Linked DNA regions of Lactuca sativa: region 1 is linked to region 2. The links are chromatin contacts, called in public Hi-C maps. All regions are on one chromosome and are shown on one strand. Each heading gives the region's core, a stretch centred on a gene start, on an enhancer-like site or on the middle of the called end of the contact. The rest is flanking DNA. Distances are from core to core; before and after follow the strand shown. Region 1 holds the start of LOC111907342 (protein LOL1). Region 2 holds the start of LOC111907343 (MND1-interacting protein 1).

Region 1 (5,379 bases), core at 1,213-3,712, 150 kb after region 2:
CAGATGCCTACGCAGTCTCTCGGTTTTGTTTCTTAACTAACAAACTGTGAATGTTTATTGCTATGAAATTATAAGTTTGAGAGATGATGTTAGTAGAATAAGTTATTGAGCTTATTTTCTTTGTATTTTTATTTAAAGATTTAGCTAGGTTAACATATATATTTTTTCCATTTCTTTATAATTTAATTTTGTCACAATAATTAAATCCTCACCGTTTGAAATTGATTGAGAAACAATTCTTTATTTTCATTCGGTTGCATAGCAATGAATTTATGACCATTTTAAAGACGGGTAGATAAAACCATTAAATTTTGGACGTTACCCGATGTTGTTTAAAGTGCAGGTAGTCAGAGATACAGTTTCCCTAAAAGATAGGGACCAGTTGTACATTTTTTTACCAATATTAGGTACTTAGTAATAAATTTTTAATTGTTTGGGGTGCATAATGACTTGGATAAATCCTAGTTGTTCGATGTCCCATGAGAAGGAACCTATGGCTTACGAAATCTCTCACGTGCCAAGTGACTCAGTGGCATGCAATATTAAAATCTTAAATGCATTTTAAGTTGAAGACCAGGGACCAATCTAGACAGCGTACCTTATTCTTCTTCTTCTTATTATTATTTTAATGTGTATAATTAAAAAAAATAACCATCAGCGAATTTGTTATGACAACACGTATTTCTGTTAGCAATCATGGATCCATCATTGTTCAAGACTGTGAACAAAATGTTTCAAATCATGCATTATCTTTTATATATCCTACTAATCTGATTGACCTAGATTAATAAGTATAAGGATATACTTTAAGATTTTTCTTATTAAGTCTATTTGATATTATAATTGGAAGCATCTGATTCGATCTTATAACTTTTGATATGCTTCTATCAAGTTTAATAAGAAATTGAATCTAATTTATTAGATGTGATTCAATCAACAAGAACCCTAGCTTAGATCCACAAGAATATAGTTTGGTTATGGTAAAACAGTTGTTTATTATGTATTTTGTTGTTACATCTAAGGAAACCATGTAGTTTATATTTATACTGAAATCTATATTTATCTATAAAAAATAGTTTTAATATTTGGATTTAATTTACAAAATTAACTTGTATACATTCATAATTCCTATTATACATATCTAACAAATTATCATTTTCAACATATACAAACTATACAAAGTACAACTCGTTTAAAATTATAGCAAAAATACAAGTCAAATATACTACACATCCATTTATTTTAACTTTTGCATAGTATGTCGTACTATGCAACTTTTGCAATCAATGTACCCCATTAATAGACAAATTATTCACCTATTATTGTTACACGTAATATTATTATGAAGATTAATAGGACTTTATTTAGAGGCTTTGAGTTCTGTTTCAACTTTTACTACACGATAGTCATTATTAAAAACAATTGTATGATATGTACATGATATTTTGTGCGGGTCCTAGACTCCTACCAACATAAATGATAGTAGGGTAACCTAAAACCGGTTGCGCGCAATTCTATGTGCGTATTTACTAGAAACTATGTTTGGCATGTTATAACTAATATATTTTTCGTGTTTTTTTAAACTGTCATGTTTTAAAATAAAAAATCAACTTATGAGCTAGTTTTATAAAAATATATCCAATATAGCGTTTCAACAAGGTTATTAAGTTTTTTTTTTTTCAAATATATTCTCTATTAATTTATAAAAGTTTATTCTTATATTGAATTTCAACTAAAACATAGTTATATTTATAACTTAATGTTAACTTTTAATAGTTCTTTTTATGTTTTTAGTTTACGTTGTTTAAGTTTTATCTTAAAAATAGAATAAAATATTAGTATAATCAATATTTATTAAATTCAAAATGAATTGGAATCGGAGATAAATGTTATCCAATTACTTACTAACATGTCATATGAAGTTTTGTTATAATATTACGAATATTATATTTGACAGAAGAAATATCATTTAGACATAGATACTTTAAGAATTATTTTCTAATACAAACTTCAATTTCATTATATTATTACGTATTTGTTTTATAATATTAAAATCATTCTGTTAAATGTCATTTATATCTTTATGTCATTTAAGAATTATTTTCTAATACAAACTTCAATTTCATTATATTATTAACGAAATTTTGAGGACAACTTTCCATTACTCTCGGGCATGGATCCAAGTTATAACACCTTTTGTTTTTCTTTGCTACCTCATAATGAAATGATAATCATACCACCAAACCACTTTATTATTTTTTTTTTTCAACTAAATCGTTATAAAAAAATTAATAAAATTAAATGAAGAAACATGATTGGTCAATTGCCATATTATTTTTCCTCGTTAAACTAGGTTAACTTCTCAACATCTCTTAACATAACATGAGAAAGTGGTGGTGTTGTTTAAAGCCTCGTCATGCTCCATACACTTAAGGACCCATACACAGTCTAAATGAACAGTCTTTAGGATTTAAGATGTTAACGTCTTAACTCTTAACAACACCATTTTTATATTTTTTTTCTTCCATTTTAAAGTAATGAATTCAGATAACTTAAAAATCATATTAAATTTCAAACTTGTTACTTTCAACACCCAAGGTATGCTTCTTTTTATCGCCATCTCTTTCTAACTCTTTGTCCAACTCATTCTCTCTCTCTCTCTCTCTCTCTCTCTCTCTCTCTCTCTCTCTCTCTCTCTCTCTCTCTCTCTCTCTCTCTCTCTCTCTCTCTCTCTCTCTCTCTCTCTCTCTCTCTCTCTCTCTCTCTCTCTCTCTCTCTCTCTCTCTCTCTCTCTCTCTCTCTCTCTCTCTCCTCTGCAAAAACTAGCAAAGGTGTGTGTGCTTGCCCCACCCCCAACTAGTTCACAACATGGAATGCTGCCAGCAAAAGCTTCATCTTTCCACTAAATTTTGCTTCATGTATGGCTTTTTAATGGCAATATTTCATGTTGGTGTTTCAGATTTTCGCCATTTTTCCTTCTGAATCGACATTAATACTCTGTTTCATTAAACACTGACTTTATCTTGCTTAACATGTCTTTGCCTTTCTTGATTTTCTTAGGTAGATGATGAGAAAGGAATGAAAGGACTTGTACTTCATGCTTCAAGAGTTGTAATCTTCTTGAGATCTTGAAAGTGAAAAGAGTAGACTTTTTTTCACAGATTTACAATGCCAGTTCCTCTAGCTCCATATCCAACTCCTCCTGCGCCACTTACAACTCCGACCGTTGGTATAACTTCACAATTCTTGCTAGATTAGCAACCATCGTCATCATTCCAATAATTTATTCTTGGTTAAATCCTTTTTCTTTTCTCTTTTCTTGTTGAAAGCATCAAATACGGATTACAACAAGCTAATCTTTTTAAGAAAACAGAAATCGAATCAAAACAACAAGAAATTTCGGAAAGAAACCCAAATGTTTTTTCACGATTATATTTATATAACAAAATGATTTGTGAATTTGGTGCACGAAGAAAGCTCAAAACGCCAGAAAAACAGAGCATAGAATGCTCTGTTTCTCGTTCAATCTAATGTTTTTAGATCTGTTTTTTTTTTTTCTGAGATTAATTGTGAAAAAGTATTATGAAACAGGATCTCAAAGCCAGCTAGTGTGTTCAGGATGTCGAAATCTTCTCCTTTATCCCGTTGGAGCAACTTCAGTATGCTGTGCTGTTTGCAATGCAGTCACCTCTGTTCCTCCTCCTGGTATCAAACTTTCAGTTTTAATGGCTTCCAAATTGTTCATACTTCAAAGAATTATGTTTCTTTAACATGAATTTTCAATGATTTAGGCACTGAAATGGCTCAGTTGGTTTGTGGAGGCTGCCATACATTGCTCATGTACATCCGTGGTGCGACAAGTGTACAGTGTTCTTGCTGTCACACCATCAATTTAGCCTTAGAAGGTAACCAAATTTAACTTCTAAATCATGTTAAAATTCGATAAAAAAACTTGTTAAATAACAAAAGTTAACAACTTTTCAACAGCAAATCAAGTGGCACATGTCAATTGTGGAAACTGTAGGATGCTTTTAATGTATCAATATGGGGCACGTTCAGTGAAATGTGCAGTTTGTCAATTTATTACGTCCGTTGGGGTTAGTTACTTAAACACTTTACTTTATTAGTATTCTGAATATTTTTTATAAATATTATGGATTTATAATAACTTATGGTATATATACACAGGCGTCAACAAGTGCTACAGAACAGAAGTTCAATGCGTAACACTTGAAATTTCATATTAAATGGTGACCCAAGATTCTACGTATTATTACATATATGTATAATGTATAGAGTTACATATCTCCTCTTGCGTTAGACTATCATCATCTTTTTCATAAATATTATGGTGATCATAAAGAATAAGAGTACGTAAAATTGGATATACAAGAATATATTCGATTATGAGAGGACATTTATTTATATGGTTGTAAGTTGGTGTTTGGTTTTTTTCAGATAATGAGAAGTTTTATATATATTGTTGATATGTATGTGATTTGGTATTTTGGTGTGAAAGTTGTGTCATTATTTGACAAATTAATTCAGGTATTAAAAGTTGTCATTTCATGTTAGAAATATTATGGTTTAAAGGGTTGAATCTTAGATAGATAATGACTATAGACTATAAAGGATAAGTATAAAGAAAAAAAGGTGTAGGAAGAATCATGTGAGACTTCAAAGTTCAACCCATGATGCCATGATTGAATACCAAAGGAAAAGGGTATCTTCGTAATTTCGTAGCGATGAGTAGTGACATCAAGCATGTTACGAATCTACCGGTACACATCTTTGAAGATTTGTGGTATTCAATGGAAGAGTCATGGTAGGAAGAAAATGACCTTTGAGACCATAATGGATAAGTATGAAGACAAAAAGATGTAGGGGAGAATCATGTGAAAAAATATATAAATAAATAAATTAGAAAAAGAAGGTGAATAGTAACTGATAATGCCATGTAAAAAATTATCCATCACTAAAATTAGTCTTCTTTTTTTTGTGGTATACACAAAAACGGTGACCATTACGCTTTGCGTATATAATATAAGTCCTGATTTGGAGATACTTAGTCTTCTTAAAATGAATAGTAACATCGTGAATTTTTGGGATCAGTTACTTATATTTATTTTGGGGGGAATAAGTGCTAATTCCAAATTAACTCGATTCAAGTATTAAATTATGTTACATGTACCTTTAGGTTGACTGAATTTATGATAAAAATAACAAGTTTCATCCACATTGATGATGATAAACATATCATTACAAGACAACTTGCTTGCATCTACAAAATCAAAGGGTGAAGATTTCATAATTAAAATATGTTTATATATTTCATTGAGTTGCATTCATTAACATCGACCTCATTTGTTCCTCCATTTT
Region 2 (6,084 bases), core at 230-2,729:
TGCTGCTTGCATTGCTTTCTGATGTGCCCATTCCTTCCTTTCCTTCACTTGTCTCTCAAGATCTTTAATCTGATGCATTAAACTCAAGATCATTTCATCCTTTTGATCCTCGGGAACATATTCCATGTCCCCTTCAAGATTCAGATCACGAAACTTACTCAGCATCATGTTAACCACTTCTTGATTCTTCGTGCTCTGTGTCTCCTCGGTTTTTTCAACTTCACCACTTGTGGTTTCAACTACAGATGATGAATGCCCATTGGATAAAGAAGTTGAACCAACCTGTGTGTCTTTAGCAGTTGCTCTGTATCCTGCAGCAAACATTGCTACATTTCTTTTCAAAAGCATCTTCATAGAAGGTGTAAGATTGAACCTCTTTGGACACTCGATCTCCCTTTGCAAACTCATTTCTGAAGCAGCATATGATAGAAACCGGTTTACAGGGAAATCAGATGTTCCCCCATTTCCAAAACCCCACCCACCATGAAATCTGCATAAAGCAGGAGTCACACCAACTGAATCATCATTCACCTTCTCCACATTGTTCACAACAGGATTGCTGGACTCAGTATTGCCATAACCATCCCCATTAGCATTTGAAGCAATAGGGATCTCCATCACACTTGCACGACCTACGTGAAGATCACTCATGAGTAAACACCACATTGCATCTCCTTTACTCAAGTGTGGTTTAATTTGCTGCAACAAACACACCATTCCAGCAAGCGAATATTCTTCCAACTGTCTCAAATCAGCAAAAACCTGTTCGCTTTCATCTGGATCTCCATCATTCACAGTCGTTCCACTGTTTAAAAAAGCCAAGGAATTATGCAAAATGTTAGTCAACACATCCATTCCACCATAGCAATGGCCATTCCTCAGTATAGCCTTTAAAGCAACTTCCTCTTCATACCCTAATGCAACTAGCTTAACGATCGCCTCATTATACAAAAACTCCAAATTCTTCAACAAAATCTCTTCCAACTGTTCCTCCGTACAGTAACCCCAACCACTATCGTCAAAATTAGGGTTTGAATTCGGATTTTGAGCTGATTCATTAAAACCCAATTGGAAATTCATTGGGTTTAAACTAGATTTGTTAGCCATAGCTTTATCCATTGCATCAGAATCCGGTTTCAGAGGTCGAGGCCTTCGATTTGTACGGATGTGCTTTTCTCTAACAGTGCAACCCATTAAATCCTACCTAAAGAAATAAAAAAAGACATCAGCGTCGATATGACGATTTATTTTTCTATCAACAAGAAGATACAATCAATATGCAGTGATGCATGTAGATATAGAGATTACAGCTTCTGATAACTTACAGATCAAAATTTGGCCTTCTGAATTTCTGATTGTTTGCGATTTTGAGAGGAAGAGAGGTATTCAATTGCTGATCGACCACAGACGAGTACGAAATAGGAAGTTGTATCCGGAATCCGACGCATATGCTCTCATAATCTGTGGGTGACCGAGTGAGAAAATCTGAAAATGAAGAGATCATGGGCCGGGTCGTATATGGACTTGCAAGATCCATGGATCAAATTATTTAAATCTATATATCCAGTCTTTGTTTGGTAAACACTTCTAATTTTAAGATCGACTTATTGGACAGATTTCGGATTTTGAATTCCAGACAATTCTTTTTACATAAAAATCATTACGGACAATTGATCTCAAATACTTATTCTTAAGCAATAATGCCGATGCAATATCATTCTAATTGGGCCTATCTCTCAAACTTATGCAAGCAAAAAAAAAAAAAAAAAATCTATTTCATAGATGCGGAAGCTAAGTTTTTAGTTTCTTAGGAAAGAAGAAGTCGTCCCACTGAAGCCACTGTCACATTACTTTTTCTCTTTTATTTTTTTTTTATTTTTCCCAACCCACAACACACGAAAACCCTACCTTTTTGAACTCACTCAATGAAAAATTACAAAACAACTAAGGTACAAGTCTTAAAACGCATGGTATAAGAGAAAACAAAAAAGAGAAAGTAGAGAGATATGATGAACTGGGTTAGTGAAACCAATTAACCAACCTCTTGAAGTGGGAATGGTACCGCCGGTAACTCTATTGCTAATTAAGATTTTAACATTGATTGTTTTGTATTTTTTTTGTTAATTGAGTTGGTTGAGTGGGTTCAAAAAGATAGGGTTTTCATGTGTTGTGGGTTTGGAAAGATGGAGAAAAATAAAAGAAAAAAAATAATATGACAGTGGGTTCTGTGGGTTGGGAGGGAATGACTCCCTCCTTCTTTAGTAATTAAAAGAACATGATTGTACATAACAACAATTTTTTGAGATGTAGAAGCAATTGACTAAGTTGACAGAGTAGGGTCCTAGTGATTCTAAGGATGCAAAAACTGAATGACGCAAACAATCGATATTATGGTGATTTTTTTTTGTGGTTTTCATGGGTCTTAGTGTTTTGGTCTTTGATATTATTTAAAACTATGTAAGAGCATTGGGTATGGAACAGATGTTATAACATCCAAAATTGATACATCACATGCCAACATAATAACATGTTAAGAGAGAGAGAGAGAGAGAGAGGAAGAAGAAGAAGAAGAAGAAGACAAAAATAATATTTGATTGGTTGAATTCTCTGTTGCAGCTCGTTGTCGTTACAACGAGATTTGCCTTAACAAGATTTGGGGATGGTGTTTTTGATGTTATCATGTGGTTATAGGCATGCCACATCAACTTTAACGGTAGTGTGGTGACCCATACCACATGGTCTAAGGCATTATCATAATTAGTTGGATGATGTAGTAAATTTATAAGGTCCTTATATCGTTTTAGCGTACTAATAACAAAAGAAAATTATATGTTATTGTTCAAAATACATTAGTTAATGTCTTATCTATCATAAAGTAAAATCTACAGAAAAAATTTCTATATTGTAACACCCATAAAAATCAAGCCAATTTAAAACTTTTTCAAACATTTAAAAGCCATTAGTCATTACAAAATGTTTTCAAAATAGTTTAATATCAAAGTCTCCCAGAAACATAGTCATAAATGTGAGGAGCTGTATGATCACGCCTTTGCCTTCACGCGATCATCTGAGGTACCTGAAACCAAAACTGAAACTGTAAGCCCAAAGCTTAGTGAGTTCCCGAAAATACCGATACACTACAAATAACACATATACAAATAATAGCATGTACTGGGTCCACAACTTTACCGAATGGATTACCCATGGGCCCATAGTGTGAGTCTGGCATGCCTTCCGAGCCCACAGCTTAAATTTGGATTGCCACTGAGCCCACAATATGAGTCTGGTATGCCCTACCCGACCCTCAGCTTGTATCTGGAATGCTCCCGAGCCCACAATATGAGTCTGGCATTCCCTACCCGACCCTCAACTCGTATCTGGAATGCTCCCGAGTCCTCAGTATGAGTCTGGCATGCCCCGCCCGGCCCTCAACTCGTATCTGGAGTACTCTAGGGTTTGTTGGCTACTGCACGGAGCAGTACAACCTCAACCCAACCCACATAATATGTCGACATATAATATAACTAATGCACATACAGATAATCAGGTAATAACACAGGTAGTCCTACAAATCTACCAATTGGCATAACAACTAGCATGCATAACTAACTCATACTCAACATAATACAACTGCTAGGATATCATATCTAATGGGCCGACATTGGTGCCTTCGAACCCTTAGTATAGTAAGGATAACTCACCTGGCACTGCTGAAGTCTCGCAAATAAAACTCCAGCTGCTAGTTGACAGATTCCCGAACTGCCAACATCAAACAATACCCAATTAATAATTGGGTTCTAAGCCCAAGGTCCAACTCACACTCCAAAGCCCAAAAGTCAAGTAATGGGCCAAAGCCCAACATATGGCCTAATTTTCCAAATTGGGCCCAGACCTCCACATGGTCTTTCCTTAAGGCCCATCCAGTTATGCTAGTCCAAACTCTTAGTATTCCCATGGCCCAATATCACATAATCATCATGGCCCAGTTTTGACCCACATATGGCCCAATTTTCCAAATTGGGCCCAAGTCCTTCACATAGGCCTTATCCTAAAGCTCATCCAATTATTTTGGTCCATTTACTTGTTCTTGGATAGCCCATCAATAGTCCAATCATCAAAGCCCAATAGGAAGGCCCAACTCAAGGCCCAAGTGAAATTAGGGTTTTCACACGAAATGACGATTAGGGTTAAGTGTTCCTACTTAACCCATTAAGGACTTAATCCATTAAGTCCAATATTGCTTTAGGTTAATTTGCAAACGATTATTAATTAACATTTTCAGTTTAGTAATTAATTTAAGTGCGGTCCCGATAAATCCTCAAAATTAGGGTTTCATGACATTAGGGTTTTCCAAACCCTAATTAGGGTTTCCAACCCAATACTAGCCCATTAGTAACATGATTAGGATTTTAGGTCAATTAGGGCTTCATTGAGCCCATTAGGGTTTCATTAGGCACACAGGAGTTTTATTAGTCGGGCACCACCCACTACTACCTCGGATAGTGGTGGTCAATAGCGGCTCACGACGGTGGCCACCACCTCGTGGTGGTGGTTATGATTTTTGACTAGAAAATTTCCAAGCATCCCAAACGAATCCAAACACAAACAAGCACACCGCCACCCAGCACAGTGGCCGAAGGCGGCAGCCACCACCTTACGGTGGTGGTTTTAAGTTTTCTTTTGATTATTCCTACCCGGTTACAATTTTACAATGCAAAATCTCAACTAGCACACACACACACAGCCAAACATACACACACAGCCACCTTATGGTGGCCGGCGGTGGCACATGGTGGCAGCCACCATGGTTGGCGGCCATGGTGGTTATCCTCTCCGTGTTCTAGTTATCAACACCACCTACAACACATACCAACACGAGTTGGACACATAAAACACACCCCATCGGACATCTCGAGGCAGCAGCATCGGTGGTTTGCAATGACAGCCACCACCTCACACTGGTGGCGAGTTTTCTTGAGTCCCCGTCAGCAGCACACGTCCACAGAACACCGAATCGTCGGGAGCTTGACATTGAATACCCTCCGATCCCAGTCACTCTCATGGTGGCACAAGGCAGTCGGGAAAGAAACCAGCCACAAAAGTTGTCGGGGATGGCGACAACGACGACCATGCAGTGACAGAATAAGAAGGGGAGGAGTGATGCACTTCGACCAGTCGTTGGGAGCAACGGCGGCAAGCTTTGTCGGCAACAACAATGGTTGTTGGCTTAAGTGGTTGAGAGGCTCCATGATGACGACTGGAGAGAGTATGGGTGGCGGCTCACGTCTTCAGCGTCTTCAGTGGCAATAGAACGACGTCGGTGGTGAAAGGCAGCATAAGGGTGGTGCGGTGCCGGAGTTGGAGAAGGAGGGTGGTGGCGGCTGCCATCTCTATTAAGGTTAGGATTTGTATGGGGTGTAGTATGAATATATATATATATATATATATATATATATATATATATATATATATATATATATATATATATATGACAAAACTGCAAATTTAGTCCTTGTGGTTTACAAAAATCTTTGGATAAGGTCCAAAAAGTTTTTAACTTGCATGGCAGGTCCAAAATCAAAACCTTTCAGCGATTTTAGTCCAAAAAAACCTGAAAAGACAATTATGTCCTTTTATTTTCTTTTTTGTATTTTATATATTTATTTAATACCTTTTTTAATTAAAGAAATAACATATTCCACCCTATCACTCTATCCGGCCCTCCCCTCTCTCTTTCACTCCACCCGACATTTTCCTTTCTTTTTCACTCTCTCTCCCATCTTCTTCTTCTTCACCCTTCACCTGCTTTGAAGATAGCTTGATTAGTGATGAATCATCCTCCACCACCGGAATCCTCAAAGCTTGGATATGAAGTTGTTGATGTGTCATCGATGGTGCTCAACGATTATCAGGAGTTTGGAATACGACATCAGATGCACACTTGAATAAACTGGAATCACTCCCAAAGGAATCACCATCAATAAAATTAAAATAATCCCTCTCCACATATCTCTCAGCCAAAAACAATTAGCAGCTGAATGACTCACACATCTCTCAACCATTGAAAGTTGAAAGCTTTCCAGT

The links. Hi-C and Micro-C count contacts between places; a contact is called where the count stands out from the background.
Region 1: a contact with region 2 is called in a Hi-C map of leaf, with 3 times the contacts expected there. The contact joins the promoter of LOC111907342 here to the promoter of LOC111907343 in region 2. A contact is called at or near these places in 3 of 4 Hi-C or Micro-C datasets (leaf and seed).

Annotation. Positions count from the first base shown.
Region 1 is chr3:23,607,679-23,613,057 of Lsat_Salinas_v11, forward strand. It overlaps LOC111907342 (protein LOL1), which reads left to right and starts at 2,463. Exons shown (of 6, transcript XM_042900011.2): 1 at 2,463-2,598; 2 at 3,061-3,229; 3 at 3,592-3,705; 4 at 3,792-3,905; 5 at 3,988-4,097; 6 at 4,189-4,489. The coding sequence starts at 3,169. The coding sequence ends at 4,227. LOC111907341 (pentatricopeptide repeat-containing protein At2g01860) reads right to left here. Exons shown (of 2, transcript XM_023903105.2): 2 at 5,193-5,379. The coding sequence ends at 5,332.
Region 2 is chr3:23,454,129-23,460,212 of Lsat_Salinas_v11, forward strand. It overlaps LOC111907343 (MND1-interacting protein 1), which reads right to left and starts at 1,480. Exons shown (of 3, transcript XM_023903110.3): 1 at 1,326-1,480; 2 at 1-1,204. The coding sequence starts at 1,194.